2 separate regions of the Anser cygnoides genome follow, and region 2 is linked to region 1. Evidence: chromatin contacts called from public Hi-C data. All regions are on one chromosome and are shown on one strand. Each heading gives the region's core, a stretch centred on a gene start, on an enhancer-like site or on the middle of the called end of the contact. The rest is flanking DNA. Distances are from core to core; before and after follow the strand shown.

What was found. A called contact is a pair of places that touch in the nucleus more often than the background predicts.
Region 2: a Hi-C map of liver shows a contact between it and region 1, with 1.8 times the contacts expected there. The contact joins the enhancer-like site here to the promoter of RAD51AP1 in region 1. A contact is called at or near these places in 2 of 7 Hi-C or Micro-C datasets (granulosa cells and liver).

The regions. Positions count from the first base shown.
Region 1 is chr1:105,443,632-105,451,306 of Taihu_goose_T2T_genome, forward strand. RAD51AP1 (RAD51 associated protein 1) reads right to left here and starts at 4,326. Exons shown (of 9, transcript XM_048079977.2): 1 at 4,222-4,326; 2 at 3,735-3,775; 3 at 2,100-2,241; 4 at 1,206-1,315; 5 at 806-874. The coding sequence starts at 4,289. It overlaps FERRY3 (FERRY endosomal RAB5 effector complex subunit 3), which reads left to right and starts at 4,253. Exons shown (of 14, transcript XM_048079973.2): 1 at 4,253-4,378; 2 at 5,418-5,615; 3 at 5,891-6,036; 4 at 7,233-7,414. The coding sequence starts at 5,438.
Region 2 is chr1:105,502,380-105,510,054 of Taihu_goose_T2T_genome, forward strand. No RefSeq gene overlaps it. Among named protein-coding and RNA genes, the nearest start is that of FGF23, 18 kb to the right of the region's middle. Within about 2 kb of position 4,807, at least 1 of the 3 cell types and tissues checked has open chromatin away from gene starts, as enhancers often do. A contact at or near this core is called in liver, where this site is marked.

The DNA.
Region 1 (7,675 bases), core at 3,076-5,575:
GTCTTCCTTGTGCTGGGGGCCCCAGAGCTGAACACAGCACTCCAGGTGGGTTCTCATGAAAGCAGAGTAGAGGGGGAGAATCACCTCATCTGACCTGCTGGCCATGCTTCTTTGGATGCAATACAGTTGGCTTTCCGGGCTGCAAGCCTACATTGCGGGCTCACGTTCAGTTTTCATCCACCAGCACCCCAGGGTCCTTCTCCTCAAGGCTGCTCTCAATCCATTCTCCACCCAGCCTGTATTTGTGCTTGGGATTGCCCCAGCCCAGATGCAGCACCTTCTGCTTATCCTTGTTGAACTTCATGAGGTCCATGCAGGCCCAACTCTTGAGCCTGTCAAAGTCCCCCTGTATGGCATCTCTTCTCTGCACCGTGCCAACCACACCACACAGCTTGGTGTCGCTGGCAAACTTGCTGAGGGTGTACTCAATGCCACTTAACTGGCAAAACTGTTCTATCTAGGAATGAAAGTTATCAGTATTTATCTGTAATCAAACTAATGAAAGTACAGATGCACAAAAACAAAATCAGAAATATGAAAAAGTTCCCAGTGGCACAGCATATGTTTTGGCCACATATACTTGATGCTTTGACATTCTGGACACATTAAGGAGCAGCGTTTTTCCAATTTTAGGACATTTTAATGAAAAAATGAATGCATCCCTCAAAGTTAAGAATATTTTAAAATAAATAAGCTTTTTTTCCACATAGGTGAAAAATAAAATCCATCAGAAATAAGAGAAAAACATACTTAAATGTAAATTTAAATGCTATTTATGAAAACACATAATATGAGAGCAACTTACCTAAAAGTTCACTGTCTACACTGCAGTTGGTAAAAACAGGTCTCCTATTTTCTGATTCAATATTCTTACCTGTTTTAGGATCCAGAAAATAAAATTTTTAAAAATATTAAACATTAATATATGAAAATGATGTTTTAAAAAGTGACGATATTAAGAAGTGAAAATAGCGTTTTTATCTGTCTCTAAACAATCTATTTGAAAAATCTTAGAGAAAGTTACTTTTCTCACAGAAAAAAACACATGAACTTAAGAAGACAGGCACAAGCTAGAAATTCTCATTTCTTCATAATGACATCTTGAAATAAAACATGACTTTCAAGCTATTTCTTTGCAAAATAAATTCAGTCGTGTCAAAATTCACTACATATAAATAGAGTGTTGCATTGAACTGTAAAATAACCTTGTTCTTCTGAATTTTGCACCTCAAGGATATTTGTTGGTTTTTCTTTGACAGATAAGGCTAAGGCAACTTCCAGATCTCTTTGATAGAGTTTGTCATCCAAGGATATTCTGAAAAAACAAACAGGCTAAGTAATAATACAATGAAATGAGTGTTACAGATCTATTTCTGACTTACTAAACTTTGAATTCCAGTGCTTGTAAAGAAATTATCATCATACTATGAATTACTTCCTGAAGAGACTTCAATAAAGTAGAAAGTAATATTTAAAGCACACTATACTTAAAAGTACGATGCTTTTGGAACACTGTGTGTATAAGACCTAATAACTGGTATTATCACAGGAAAGGCTAATAACATTTGCTTGAAATACTGCATTGAAACAGAACATTTATACAAAACTTTACCATCAAAATAATCAGATTTTTTAATTGACACTGACTCTCTATTTTCTATTAAACTTTAAATATGTTTTTTCTAAGGAGTCAAACTTGTCTTTGTAGTTATCAGTTATTCAAGTCCTTAAGTAATACAGAATTCTTACAATTATTTTGCACTGTAGAAATACCAAGACAAGATCAGACGTCTAAATCTGTTTCTGCACCTATGCAGGTAGATTGCTGTAGTTTAAAGCTGTAAAAAATGATAGACATAGTTCACTACTGACCTCAGGCAACTTTTCCTGACCCTATGTAAGGTTATTATACCCTTGTTTTGCAACTATACCATTATAGCTGAAAATCATTACCACACTAATATGTTAGGTTTTTACTCTCAGCTGTTTAAAACTCTAGGAAAAAAAAAAACAGCAACAACAAAAAACACCACAAATACTACTATTGAAATACAGCTTCTTACTTCAAACACAGTTAACCACATTTCAACACTTCTCACCTTTTACTAGGTGCCTGCTTTTGTGATGGAGTTAATTCTTTGTGTGTTATTTTTTGCTTCTCTTTTTTCTCCTTCTTTGGTTCCTTCAGCTGTGTTCTGGATTTTTTGCTTAAAGGTGCAGCTATACATGCAAAGTCTTCATCTATTTAGGAAATAATAACAAACTTTAATTAGGTTTCCTCCACTATATTCTTCCACGTGGCCAAAAACAAGTCACTCAACCCAATTTCATCATACACTGAAAATACACCAAACATAGCCTTTTTGAAATCTACTCTATTAAAAAAAATGGAAAAAAAAAAAAAACCAGGAAAAGTGTAACAGCACAGAACAGTGTAACAGCAGTTCTTAAATGTATTTTTAATGAAAATTTAACAAGACTTCTTTCAGATCTGTTTTAATGGTGATCATTTCAATTTTTATTCAAGGTCCCATTTGTTACCACAGTTTTAATAACTAAAGTTTCACCTTGTTATATACTGAACAATAATTTTTATAACATCAATCATTGTCACTAATCAGTTTTATAGTCCTGAGGTTTTGTGAATTGTTCCCATTAATGACTCCTGTTAATTAGAAATGTTCCTGCTTCCCTTTTTCTAGCTTTCTCAAGTTGTCTGTTAGCAAATACAATATATTTTCTCCAGTTTTCCAAGAAAATTAGAAGGCATGGAGACCGCCTTTCTTCCAACTGAAGACACTGCAGTTCACAGTGCAAAATAATTAAAAAAATATAATAATCTTCAGTGCTTCCTAAATGCCACAGAACATATATATGATCAATGCTGAGGAAAAAAAAAAAAAAAACACAAAACATCTGAGGGACAGATGAAAAGAGATTTAACTTTTCTTTTCTATTACAAACGGTCACTTAAAAACTAAGAAAAGTCATGCACCACATTTACCACATTTAAACTCATGAAATTAACACTCTGCATTAACCTGCAGGACTCACAAGGGACCATCAACATTATTTACTTTACCCTCTCCTTCCCATCACTTCATACTATTCAATGCATCTCACTAACAGACAAAGAGCAAGCAGGAAAACAAACAAACAACAGCAACAAAAAATTCATAATCCAAATCCATGAAAGTAAGGAAACCCAACTTCAGTAAGGAAAATATGTGACACCAATTGGGGCTTAGAGGAAAGAAGGACTGTCATGAAAATAAAGAGCCTGCAATCTATTTTTCTTATCAATGAACCTCAAAATTTGACTGCTAAGTTCTTACCCAGAACCCATCAAGGTACAGAGCTGCAAGAGGAATGTTAGATCTATGTACAGACCATCCACAACTCCTGACAATATTCTGACTTACAGTCCTGCAAACTCATCTTCAGGAGGACACGGAACAAGCAATTCTCCCTGAAAACTAAGGCAGGGAAAGAAACAATTTTCTTGCAATAACACCGTGTATTCACCAGTTCCCTAATACACTGTTATTATACTCTGGCTTACAGTCATCATATTCCTGTTGAATCAGGAGTTTTAACAGTGTGCACAGTTTACTTCCACTAAAAGCAGTAACAGCCCTGTCACTGAACTAATAGATTAAGAACACTCCACCGATGCTTTGGGTTGTGGCATTAGTGTTTGGCATTTTTGTTACGTACAGGAATACATCACTTACCATCATCACCAAATTCCGAATAATCAACAACTTTCTTGCTCCTGTGGCAAAACCACACAGAGTTAATCATTTTGGAGTGAGAATCTTTACTTGCTAATACTTGACTTTGGGTAAGTCAGGATTTTAAGGAAAAAAAACAATGCATATTCAGACGTTTTACTGTAAGGTTATTAAGAATCACAGTCGTTGAGCGATTTGAGCTCTACCTTAAAGCCATCCAGTCCCACTCCCCCTGCAGGGACACCTCCCACCAGACCAGGTTGCCCAGGGCCCCATCCAGCCTGGCCTTGAACACCTCCAGGGATGGGGCACCCACAGCTTCTCTGGGCAACCTGATCCAGAGCCTCACCACCCTTATAGGCAAGGGTCGGGGCCAGCGGGGCCCCAGCCGGGCCCCCTCAGCCGAGGGCGGGCAACGGGCGGGCAACGGGCGCCAACGGCCGCCGGCTTTCTAGGAAACGCCTCCCCCCCCCCCCCCGGCCCTCACCTCCGCACCGGCCGCGCCGTGCCCGCGGCCATGACGACACTGCCCCCGCCCCGCCCCGCGCCGCACATTCGCCACAGAGCGGCTGGTCGCGAATCTGCGCCTCCGGACGCGAAGCTCGCGCAGCCCGCTCGCCCGCGGGTGCCGGCGCGGCGCGGAGGTGAGGCCGGGCTGGGGCTGGGGCTGGGGCTGGTGGGGGGCGGCGCCGCTCGGATTCCTCCCTGCGGCCGGGCGCGGCCCGGCCTTGGCTTAGCTTTGGCTGCCCTGGGAGGTGTTTGGTTGGTGGTAAGCGGTTTGGGTTTGGTTTGAAATCATAGAATGGTTGGGGCTGGACGGGACCTTGCAGACCCCATCGGTCCCCCTGCCGTGGGCAGGGACAGCCCGGGGTGCCCCCAGCCCCATCCAGCCTGGCCTTGGGCTCCTCCAGCGATGGGGCATCCACGGCTTCTCTGGGCAACCTGTGCCAGGGCCTCACCACCCTCTGAGTGAAGAATTTATTCCTCATATCCAATCTAAACCTCCCCTCTTTTACTTTAAAGCCATTCCCCCTTGTCTTATCACTCCACCCCCTGACAGTGTCCCTCCCCAGCTCTCCTGCAGGCCCCCTTTAGGTACTGGAAGGCCGCTCTAAGGTCTCCCTGGAGCCTTCTCTGCTCCAGGCTGAACAACCCCAACTCCCTCAGCCTGTCTTCATAGCAGGGGTGCTCCAGTCCTCTGATCATCCGTGTGGCCTCCTCCGGACTCGCTCTAACAGGTCCATGTCCTTTCTTTTTCTTCCACTCTGCCACCAGTGGAAAGGAGGAAATAAATTGCTGCTGCACTATAAACTGTTTCAGTTCCTGAGATAGGCATGTCATCAGTCACAGCGTTGCAGTTAAAGGTAGCTGTTTATGTAGGTTCCTTCTGTCCTGGTTCTGCCTTTAAGTCAAGAATTTTGTAGTTACTCATGAGAGTAATTATCCTAATTCATACACTGATACACTCGATTACAGTTTGGAAACACTCGCTGTTTTGGAAAATAACATTTGGGCTTCAGCTCCTACCAATGCAGTCGTCAAAAATGAGATGAATATTTATGAAAAATGCAGGTTTTAAAGTTTTAAAAACTAGAAATTGTTAATTGTTAACAAAACATGCTTTTTGTTAGCAATTTGTTTATGATTTTACTAGAATTTAACTCATGCAAATTTTATTGCTAGTACAGGAATTCAACTCGAAGATGAAGCCTAATAAAGGAAACATCTGCATTCGGGAGAGAGACTATGTGTATGAATTCAATGCTGGAAATCAACATTTAGTGCTTACAGTGCCCCTTAAATTTCCTGTGCAAGAAAATATTAGTCATCTGCATGGACGTATAATGCTTCTGCACAATCTGCCATGTTTTATAGAAAATGGTAAGGCTTGAAATTTTAAATTTTGAATTTTTAGTGTCATATATTCATGCCCATTAATCTTTTACACCACACTTGAAGAAACCAAAAGAAAGGTACTTAGTAGAAATGTTTTAATTTTTTTTAATAGCTAAACATTTAAGAAAATGGCAGTACTAGAAGAAAAATGCCTAAGTAAAAGGTTTTCAGAAAATGTTCTTTGTATGTTTCCTAGCTGATTGCTGATACTTCCACTTTAATGGTTTTGTTGATGGGCCATTCTCTGTTTGTTATAATAGACCTGAAGCAATCTCTTAGTAAGTTCATAGAAGAGGAAACTATAAAAGATTATGATAGAGAAGCTGAAATGGCTCTGGAAGCAGTGAAATCAGGAAAAGTAGACATAAACCAGCTGGCAGATACTTGGTCTAAAGCTTATAAAGAGGTAAGGTTAAGGCTGAAAAATTAATGTTCAGAATTTGCTTTGTGTGTGTATGCATGTGTATGCAGACGTAATCACTTACGGGAAGGTACAAAATTACATTGAAATTCATTTTTACAATTCTTACGATTTTTTTTTGCTTTTATTCCAAAGTGATTATTAGGTATTCACCCTGGATCTTATAAGTCAGTTTTTTTCCTGAATTTCTCTCATTATTGGCAAAAATTTGGTAGAGTTTAAAAAAACAAAATGGAGAAGTAAAATAGCTAGTGACTGTCAAACAAAATTAGATCTGAGTTATAATACATTAGAATCAAAGAATAAGATTTGCTTTGATCCCATCTAGAACCTCAAAAATACCAATGAAGTCTCCTAAAGAAAACTGTCAACAAATTGTATGCCTTGATGAACATGAATAAAATAAAATTAGCTTAATCTTTAAGAAGGAAAAATCTGCATTGGGTGAACATAGAAATGTTTCAAATCATTGAAAGAGTTTACCCTCTTCTTCTCTGAAGGTTACTATGAATAGGTTAGGCAGACTCTTAAAAAATTTATTCAAAATCTTGCCTCAGTGCTAGGATTATGATTTTATCTTGACATTTCTTCAATGTTACCATCTAAATTTATCATCTGAATCTGGTGGGAGTGACGGCAGATACAAGGATCGTTTCAGTATAGAAGAGCCTGCTGAACTGGCATCTCTGGGTCATTCTTTGTTAATTAAAAATTATTTTTCTTAAGTCAATGTTTCTGATCACATTGTAGTGACATCAGAGTTTGGTCCTCCTTTCTAGTAAGACATTTTTCTTTGCACAGCTGATGTTTTGGACCCTATCTAAACTTCATCAAATGCAAATGATGTTGTGCAGATTTATTTTTTGACAGCACCTTAAATACTTAAAATAGTAAGTGCTAAATTATTCTTCTTTTCACGTTGGTGGTGAAAATTAATGATTCTTCACTGTTGGCAAAACCGTAATGCTTCTGCTGCTAGTTGCTTTGAAATAGAATATGGGAAGAGAGAAAATGATAAAAGCTGAAGCAGAATACAGAGAGCTCAAATTAAGGAGCTAATTCATGTATGTTGAAGGACGTGCATCAGTGTGAATGCCCAGTTGGTTTTGCCTCCCCATTATGAGGGATCATTATTTTATATTATATGGTGACTTTAAAGACATCTCTCTTATAATTTTTAGACAACATTAGAGTATGCAAAACCTGAAGAAACCAGCTGGGATGAAGATTTTGCAGATGTTTATCATGATCTGATACATTCTCCAGCTTCTGAAACACTGTTAAACCTGGAACACAATTATTTTGTTAGCATCTCAGAATTAATAAGTGAAAGAGATGTGGAATTGAAAAAGCTACGGGAAAGGTATTCTGCATTCTTTTCTTCAGTTGTCTTACAAAATACAGGTGTATACTAATGGGTGTATACAACTTGTATGATAATGCGTGTCAATTTGTATTTGTCAATGTAAGCCCTATTTTAGTTTTGTGTTTCCCTCTTTAAACTTAGTCACGTAATGCTTAGTTTATATTGTTGGGGTCAGCTATCTTACACTCTCCTCAGTCACTGAAAATTAGAAAAGCAAAGGTCATCTGATTAATACAAGGTTTGTGCTTTTTTTTTTTT
Region 2 (7,675 bases), core at 3,557-6,056, 59 kb after region 1:
AAAAAGTTCTGCAGTGTCAGTAGCCATGATTAATACAAGAATGAACGATGACATTGTCAGGTGTGGTAACTGGCAGGAAGCCCCTCCAGCACAACTAGTGTGGTACTGCAGCATTGTGCAGTTTTAGGCTAGTTGGATGTGACTTTGACAGAGGTTCTTCTTCAGTGAATGCCTGGCTACGTTCACTAGAGGAGTTAAGATGTCTGCTGACACATTGCAGTGCATGTGCAAGCAGTCTAGGGGCAGCCCACAATAGCAGAATTCACTGTGGTAGAATTCAAGAATTTACACAGCCTCAAAAATAGCAGGACTCTGTTCTTCCTCTTGCTCAATTAGCTAAATTCCGCCTCCTTCCTCTGTTGTCATTTTCATGGAAGGAGGGCTTAGAAAGACCACCACTCACTTTAGACACTTCAGAATAAGTTTATTGAGCTGGTACAGAAGAAAAAAAAAATCATAAGCTGAATTTGCATCATATGGAAGTTATAGAGAGAATATGGGCATGATCTGGCAAACTCAAGCAAGGCTATCTTCAAAAGAACAGTTCCATGGATATGTGACTACGTAAAGACAAACTCATGAAAGTAAAACAATTTCCCAAGTCAGAGCTAAGAAACCAATTTCCGACAGGTTTTTTTGGTGGTCCCTTTCAAAGCATATGTCATCTCAGAGTGCATTAGCACAAAGCCATGAAATGAGCTGCAAACTTTGAAAGTATTGTTATGAATTCACCACGTGGGCCTTTGTGGCTTAGATTTTGCACATGATATTCTCCCAGGGACTTGAAACCTATTTTCAAAGTTTCTTCCACTACAGGCAAAGCCCATGATAATTTAAGACCTAATCCACCTCTGTTAGAAAATAGCCTTTACTGCCACTGCATCATGCTCTTAAATAATCCATTTTTCCCTAAACAGGCAGAGATATGGACATTCATACACAGTGGAAAAGCAGAGTAATTTATGTATACCTCACTAAATATTGCAATTCCAAAATTTTATTTGCACAGTAAAATGGTGCCAAAGTTCTCGCATTATTTTTTGTCACAAAAATATACCTCATATTCTGACTCAATATGGGCTCATAATTGAGACTGTAAATTTGCAAGAAACACAAAACTTTTCCAATCAATTGTTTGTGAAATTGCTTCTATTTTTATATGTATGTGCTGCGCACAATAGTTTAATGTATTCATAAAATAAAGTTTTATACATTTTTGGAAGTGTTTTGACTCCAAATCCATCTAACATTTGTGGGTTTTGTTGTTGTTGTCATTTTTATTTTTGTTTGTTTTTTTTTTTTGTGTGTGTGTTTCTTTTTTTTCTCCCTTACTTCAGAGCTGCCATATTCAAACAGAGAAACAAAACACACAGTTTTAATTCACCTCTAGAACCAGAGAACATATTTGTACACTTAAAATTGTGTTAAAATTTTGTATTCTTCAGACTTCTTCCCTTGGAAGGCATAAGGAAATCATTCTTGTTGAGGAGAAGTTTCACAGAAGAGAAGGAAAATAAAACTCTAATCTGACTAAAGATGAGCTATCATATTCACCTGCCTAAATTCCCATGCTTTTTTTCCTGGGGAGGGTCTAGTGCTACTCTCTTGTTGTTAAAGCTCTTCAGTATATCCTTTACTTCATTAAATAAGGAAGAATCTTTTATTATTATTATTATTATTTTTTTTTATTTTATTTTATTTTTTACTTCTTGCTTGGAATTAATTTGGGAGGGCAACTTCCTGCAGCCACCTCTGAAGGTTTTTGGCCTCACTATCCCTCAAATCTGGGCACATGTTTCAGTGATTTGGTAAGTTTCAATTATTTGCTAAGATTACTCTCCCTCCCTACCCTACCATGTTGTCATTTAATCAGCTTTTCATTCAGTTAAATGAAGAGGCATACATTTCCCAGTCTGGGAACTGGCACTAAGATATTAGAGATCAATAGCTGGGAATCTGCTGCCTGCTTTTTAGTTCAAATGCACTGTTTAATCCTTAGCCAGCATGGTATAGAATCATAGAATCACAGAATGGTTTGGGTTGGAAGGGACCTTAAAGATCATCCAGTTCCAACCCCCCTGCCGTGGGCAGGGACACCTCCCACTAGACCAGGTTGCTCGAAGCCCCATCCAGCCTGGCCTTGAACACTTCCAGGGACTGGGCATCCACAACCTCTCTGGGCAACCTGTTCCAGTGCCTCGCCACTCTCTGAGTGAAGAATTTCCTCTGAACATCAAATATAAATGTTCCCTCTTTTAGTTTAAAACCACTCCCCCTTGTCCTGTCAATGCTCAATCAAAAAATTTGCTCTCCACCTTCTTTATAAGCCCCCTTTGAGTACTGAAATGCTGCAATGTGGTCATCCTGGAGCTTTCTCTTCTCCAGGCAGAAAAGCTCCAGCTCTCTCAACCTTTCTTCACAGCAGAGGTACCCCAGCCCTCTGATCATCTTTGTGGCCCTCCTCTGGACCCACTCTAACAGCTCCACATTCTTCTTGTGCTGGGGCCCCCAACCCTGGACGCAACACTCCAAGTGGGGCCTCACGAGGGCAGAGCAGAGGGGGACAATGCCCTCCCTCGACCTGCTGGCCACTCCTCTGTTGATGCAGCACAGGATGCAGTTGGCCTTCTGGGCTGCAAGCACACACTGCTGGCTCATGTTGAGCCTTTTTTGTCCACCAGAACCCCCAAGTCCTTCTCTGCAGGGCTGCTCTCAAGGAGTTCTTCACCCAGTTTGTACTCATGTTGGGATTGCCCCAACCCATGTGCAGCACCTTGCACTTGGACTTGTTGAAGGTTCACGTGGGTGCACTTCTCAAGCTTGTCCAGGTCCCTTTGGATGGCATCCCTTCCTTCTGTTGCATTGTCTGCACCACTCAGCTTGGTGTCATCTGCAGACTTGCTGAGGGTGCACTCAATCCCATCGTCCATGTCACTGTTTGTTGTGGTTTAACCCGGCTGGCAGCTAAACACCACACAGCCGTTCGCTCACCCTCCCCCCTCCCTCTCTGGGATGGGGGAGAGAAACGGGAAAGTGAAGCTCGTGAGTTGAGATAAAGACAGTTTATTAAGACAGGAATGTAATAATAACAATAATAATAATAATAGTGATAACGATAATAGTATTAATAATAATAATGTGTAAGAAAACAAGTGATGCACAATACCCGGGCCGCGGCGGTGAAAGCGCCGAATCCTAGCCACTAGACCACCAGGGAAAATTAACTCTGTCCTAACTGGAACCAGGACACTGATAAAGATATTAAAGAGCACCAGTCCCAGGGCAGACTCCTGAGGAATACTGCTTGTCACCAGACTCCACCTGGACATAGAGCCATTGACCACCACTCTCTGGGTGCAGCCTTCAAGCCCATCCTTATCCACTGAATGGTCCACCCATCAAATCCATCTCTCTCCAATTTGGAGATGAGCATGTCATGTGAGATTATGTCAAAGGCCTTACAGAAATCCAGGTAGATGACATCAGTTGGTCTTCCCTTTTATCTGATGCAGTCACTCCATCATAGAAGACCACTGAAGGTATCATAGAGTGGCCAAGTCTTCAAGGTTCTGCTTGCTGATCGACCTTCCTCAGGAGCCTGAGAACATCAGCACCAGCACTCTCACTAAACGGCATTCCTGCATTTGTATTTTGGCTGCATACACTCCCATGCAATAGATCCCTTTGCATACAAATATTCATAAATTTCTTGCATATTGTTGCTTAGTGCATGTGCTGAATTTCACCTGTGGGAGGACTACGTTTCGCAGGTGGATTAAGCAACGCTTCTGTCTGCTACTGTAGTGCCTTGTTAACAGCTCTGAATGCCAGTTGCTGTAGGCAGAAGTTGGAACAGAAAAATCTACAAAGCTGACATGAAGTAACTGAAAACAACAGGACAAACCAACCTAGTCCCAGCAAAAAGAAAATTCAAAGACCTGGTAAGGAGTTCATCTGCAGAGGCTAGGGAAAAGCTACATATGGCCAGCTCATGAGACAGCACCTCACAGCACCTCATAAATAGGCTAGTTTCAGCTCCTGTATCACAGTTTGCCTTTTGAATTGTGAAGCTGGTTAGAAACACCTAGATGAGTGCCTTGGTGCCCAGGGAGGCAAAGATGGGTCTGGTGGTCCCTTATCCTCGTGTCCTGTCATCTCAGGTGCCCAAAAATCTGCAGGGAATTTTTCTGGAAAAAAAAAAAAAAAAATAAAAGATGACTAAGCCCCAAATCCCTACGAAGAGTAGGGGAAAAAAAAAAAAAAAAAAAAGCTGCTCTACTCCACTTACATCATTTTCTTCCTTCTCCAGATCATTTGAAATGTATTTCTGTATCTGTTCCAATGGGTACACCTATGACACTGAATGTTTGTCAGGGAAGGAGAAGTTTTAACAGACAAGGACTAATGTAATTGAAACAGAAAAATTAATCAAATGGCTTATAAAGTGTTCCTCTCTGAGCTCCTTGCACTAATTCTGGCCCACTAGCCTCTTCTTCCCTCCAATTCTTTTTCTTTGACCTGTCACTGAAAATATGACTGCTTATCTGAAATGTCTCTTCGTGCAGGCAGAGCAGAGCAGAGTCTCCCAGTATGTCTCTTCGCTCTCCCTCTCCCCCAAGTCACGCTGCCTTCAGCGTCCCCTGGCCTGAAGCCACTGGCAGAGGCTCATAATCTGCCCATTTACTTGGACTTTGTCTTCTCTGATGTCCCACCCTCTATATGAGGCAGCAGGTGCTGTTTTCATTAGCTTCATGACCCTGTGTTGTCAGTAGTTCCTGACTGACAGAAGTTCACACTGTGAGCAGCGCGGGTGAGAACAGAGAGCACTGCACCTTCCTGAAGCCAGCTAAATTTGCTCAGCCATGGTAGCGATATCTAAAAGTAAACATATATAAATATATATGAAAGAGCAGGAAATATTTCCTACTCTATGAAAGCTCAGGTTTATATAGGTGTTGCCCTGGAAACATCCTGGTCATTGAATCGGAGATATTTAAACTGGAAGGAACTGCTGGAGGACTCCACTCAACCTCTAGCTCAAAGCAAGACCAACTTCAAAGCTAGGGGAGGTTTCATCAGGGAGAATCCCCTCTATCCACCACCTCCAACAGCCTCTGTGATAGCCTCATTATTCATTAGCTTCTGGATAGCACATCTACAGAGTTCAATCACAGAGAAATGTCTCAAAGGGGTCATCAGTGCTGCTCATGCTTTGCTGGAAGCCACTCTCAGGGCTGGCAGCATCTCCCTATCAGGTCTTGACACAAGCCACATCTGGCCTGTACATCAAGCAGAAAATAGCTTTCCTACTGGAACTCACTCTTACCAACACAAATTGCTGCAGAAATTGTCTGAAGGCTTCAGTCCCCTGAAGATAAAAAAATTCAGAGCTTTCTGACAACTCAGGGATGCAAGGTTGCCTCAGTTGTAGGTACACAAGATTTAGAGGAGGACACGGGTACATCAACTGCCTGGCTTCAGCACACCTCCAACTCACTTTCAGAGAAAATAGCAGCAGCAGTGCTATTGCAATATATGCGTGCCATGTAACACCTATGGAGACAGGCAGAAAGTCTGACCTCCTGAGGCTGATTACTACATTCTTTTTATTGGCGGTTATTATTATTGCCCTCTGGTGGCTATTCTGTTATTTAGCAGTGAGATGTCAGAGACCTGACATAGGTTCTGTACCATGAGCCTGGACACAGGAGAAAAGGAAGCTAGGACCTCCTGGACTGGCCTTCAGCGTATCAGCATCTGTTGCATCCATGTACAGGAAAGTCAAAATTTTAACTGGGATGCAACAGAACACAGTATTTGGGATTCAGGTATCTTACTGATGAATGACTTTTCATAACACAAGACGTGTAAATTGATCATGAAAACTACTTTTTCTCAATTTTTTCTAACATGATGATTTACCAAGGTTTTTGCAAATGTGAAGCCTGATCCTACACATCAAAAGCAATGCCAGAAGGTACAGTTTAAAAGACATAAAATGACAAGGTTGATTGTACACCCCTGCTGTCCCAGAAGATACCTGTGACAAGAAATACCGTTTAGCAGCATGGAGCACCTTCAGGAGGAAAGCACAATACATCATCCTTTTCCAAATTATATTGAAGGCAGAAATTTGAAAGCATATTGAGAAAACATTTCCTTCCATTATCTCACTGAGCACATTATTTAACATAGTGCTGTGGGGCCATAAGTGTTCATGATAGATACAGTGTCCATCTGCTACCAGAGACGCTCTTTGCATCACAAGGAGCCCCAGGGAAGATGTTGATGCTCCGAATGCCAGGGGGCAGTGTGCCACCTGCAGAAACGACAACTCGAGAAAAAAAAAAAAAAAAAAAAACAAAAAACAGGAGGGGTCACTCATACACTTAGAAACAATTATTTTGAAGTATGCTGTTAAGAAATATACCAAGCAGAGATTTATCTCGCCAGTAAAATTTATAATGTCATAGAAAAGTTAGCCACTTTCTACCAACTACTGAGCCAGACCAATTTTTTTTCTAGAATAGTGACAGGTACTGTAGTTTCACACTATAGAGTCCAGTAGAGTTTCGTACTGTAGTTTCATACTGTAGAGTTCCATAAAAATGTGTAACTAGATCTTTTGCTCAAGGAATAAAAATATACTTTCAATTTAAACTTTCTGATAAGATATTTACTTTCTTTAGAACACATGAATGGGTACATTGGAAAGATGATACCTGAAAACATTTTGATTTTCAAAAGTTTTCAGACATTTTTTTTTTTCAGATCAAGAAAGTTTATGGCAGAAAACAAAGTTTCATTTAATAGTTTCATATTTTCTCTGTTTTACAAAAAAAAAAAAAAAACAAAAACAAAAAAAAACCCACCAAATTTAAACCATAGATACGTGAGATATTTTAGTGCTTACCCTTTTTGTTTTGGTTTGGCTGTTGTTGTTGTTTTAAAAGTGAATCCGACAGGAAGTGACAGACTGTTGCAACTTGCTCAGAGAGGTTGTGGAATTTCTCTGCTTGGAGATTTTCAAAAGCTACCAGGACATGGTCCTGGGCACCCTGCTCTAGGTGACCCTGCCTGAGCAGGGGTTGGGCCAGATGAACTCCAGGGGTCCCTGCCAACCTCAGCCGTTGTGTGATTCTGTGAGTCTGTGACAGTCTGAGAGGAAAGGGCCAGGATGAACTCTCTTACCTGAGCTTACCTATGCTGCTATAATCAAGGTAGGAAGCAGGTCCAGGCTTGCCTGGTGTACTTAATCTAAGCCCAAAGTACAGCCTCTGTGAGTTTCTGCACAGGATCCCAGCACTGATCCTAGGAGCAGGATAAGAGGTTGGAATGCAATCCTGAAATCCCATGGGACCTGCCTAGTTGCTTCCTGGTCCTCTTTTCCTTCTCAGTTAATCTTGGTGTACAAGTCCGGAGACTCAAGTCAAGGGAGTCTCAGAGTCTCCAGCTGTTCTGAAGAGCCTGTCTTCTAGGAACCACAATGAGAAACCAAAGCAAAGGTGAGAGCTAGACCCAGTTTCTCACAGATCAAGAAAGTCCTGCACAGGCAACAGGATTCCTTGAGTCTGCTGTGGGTCAGCTAAACTCAGCCTTGCAAATGTGCCTGCCAACAGAACACACACAGGGTGTCAGGACAAGGGAAAGACTTGCTGTAGTCTACCTAGACTTT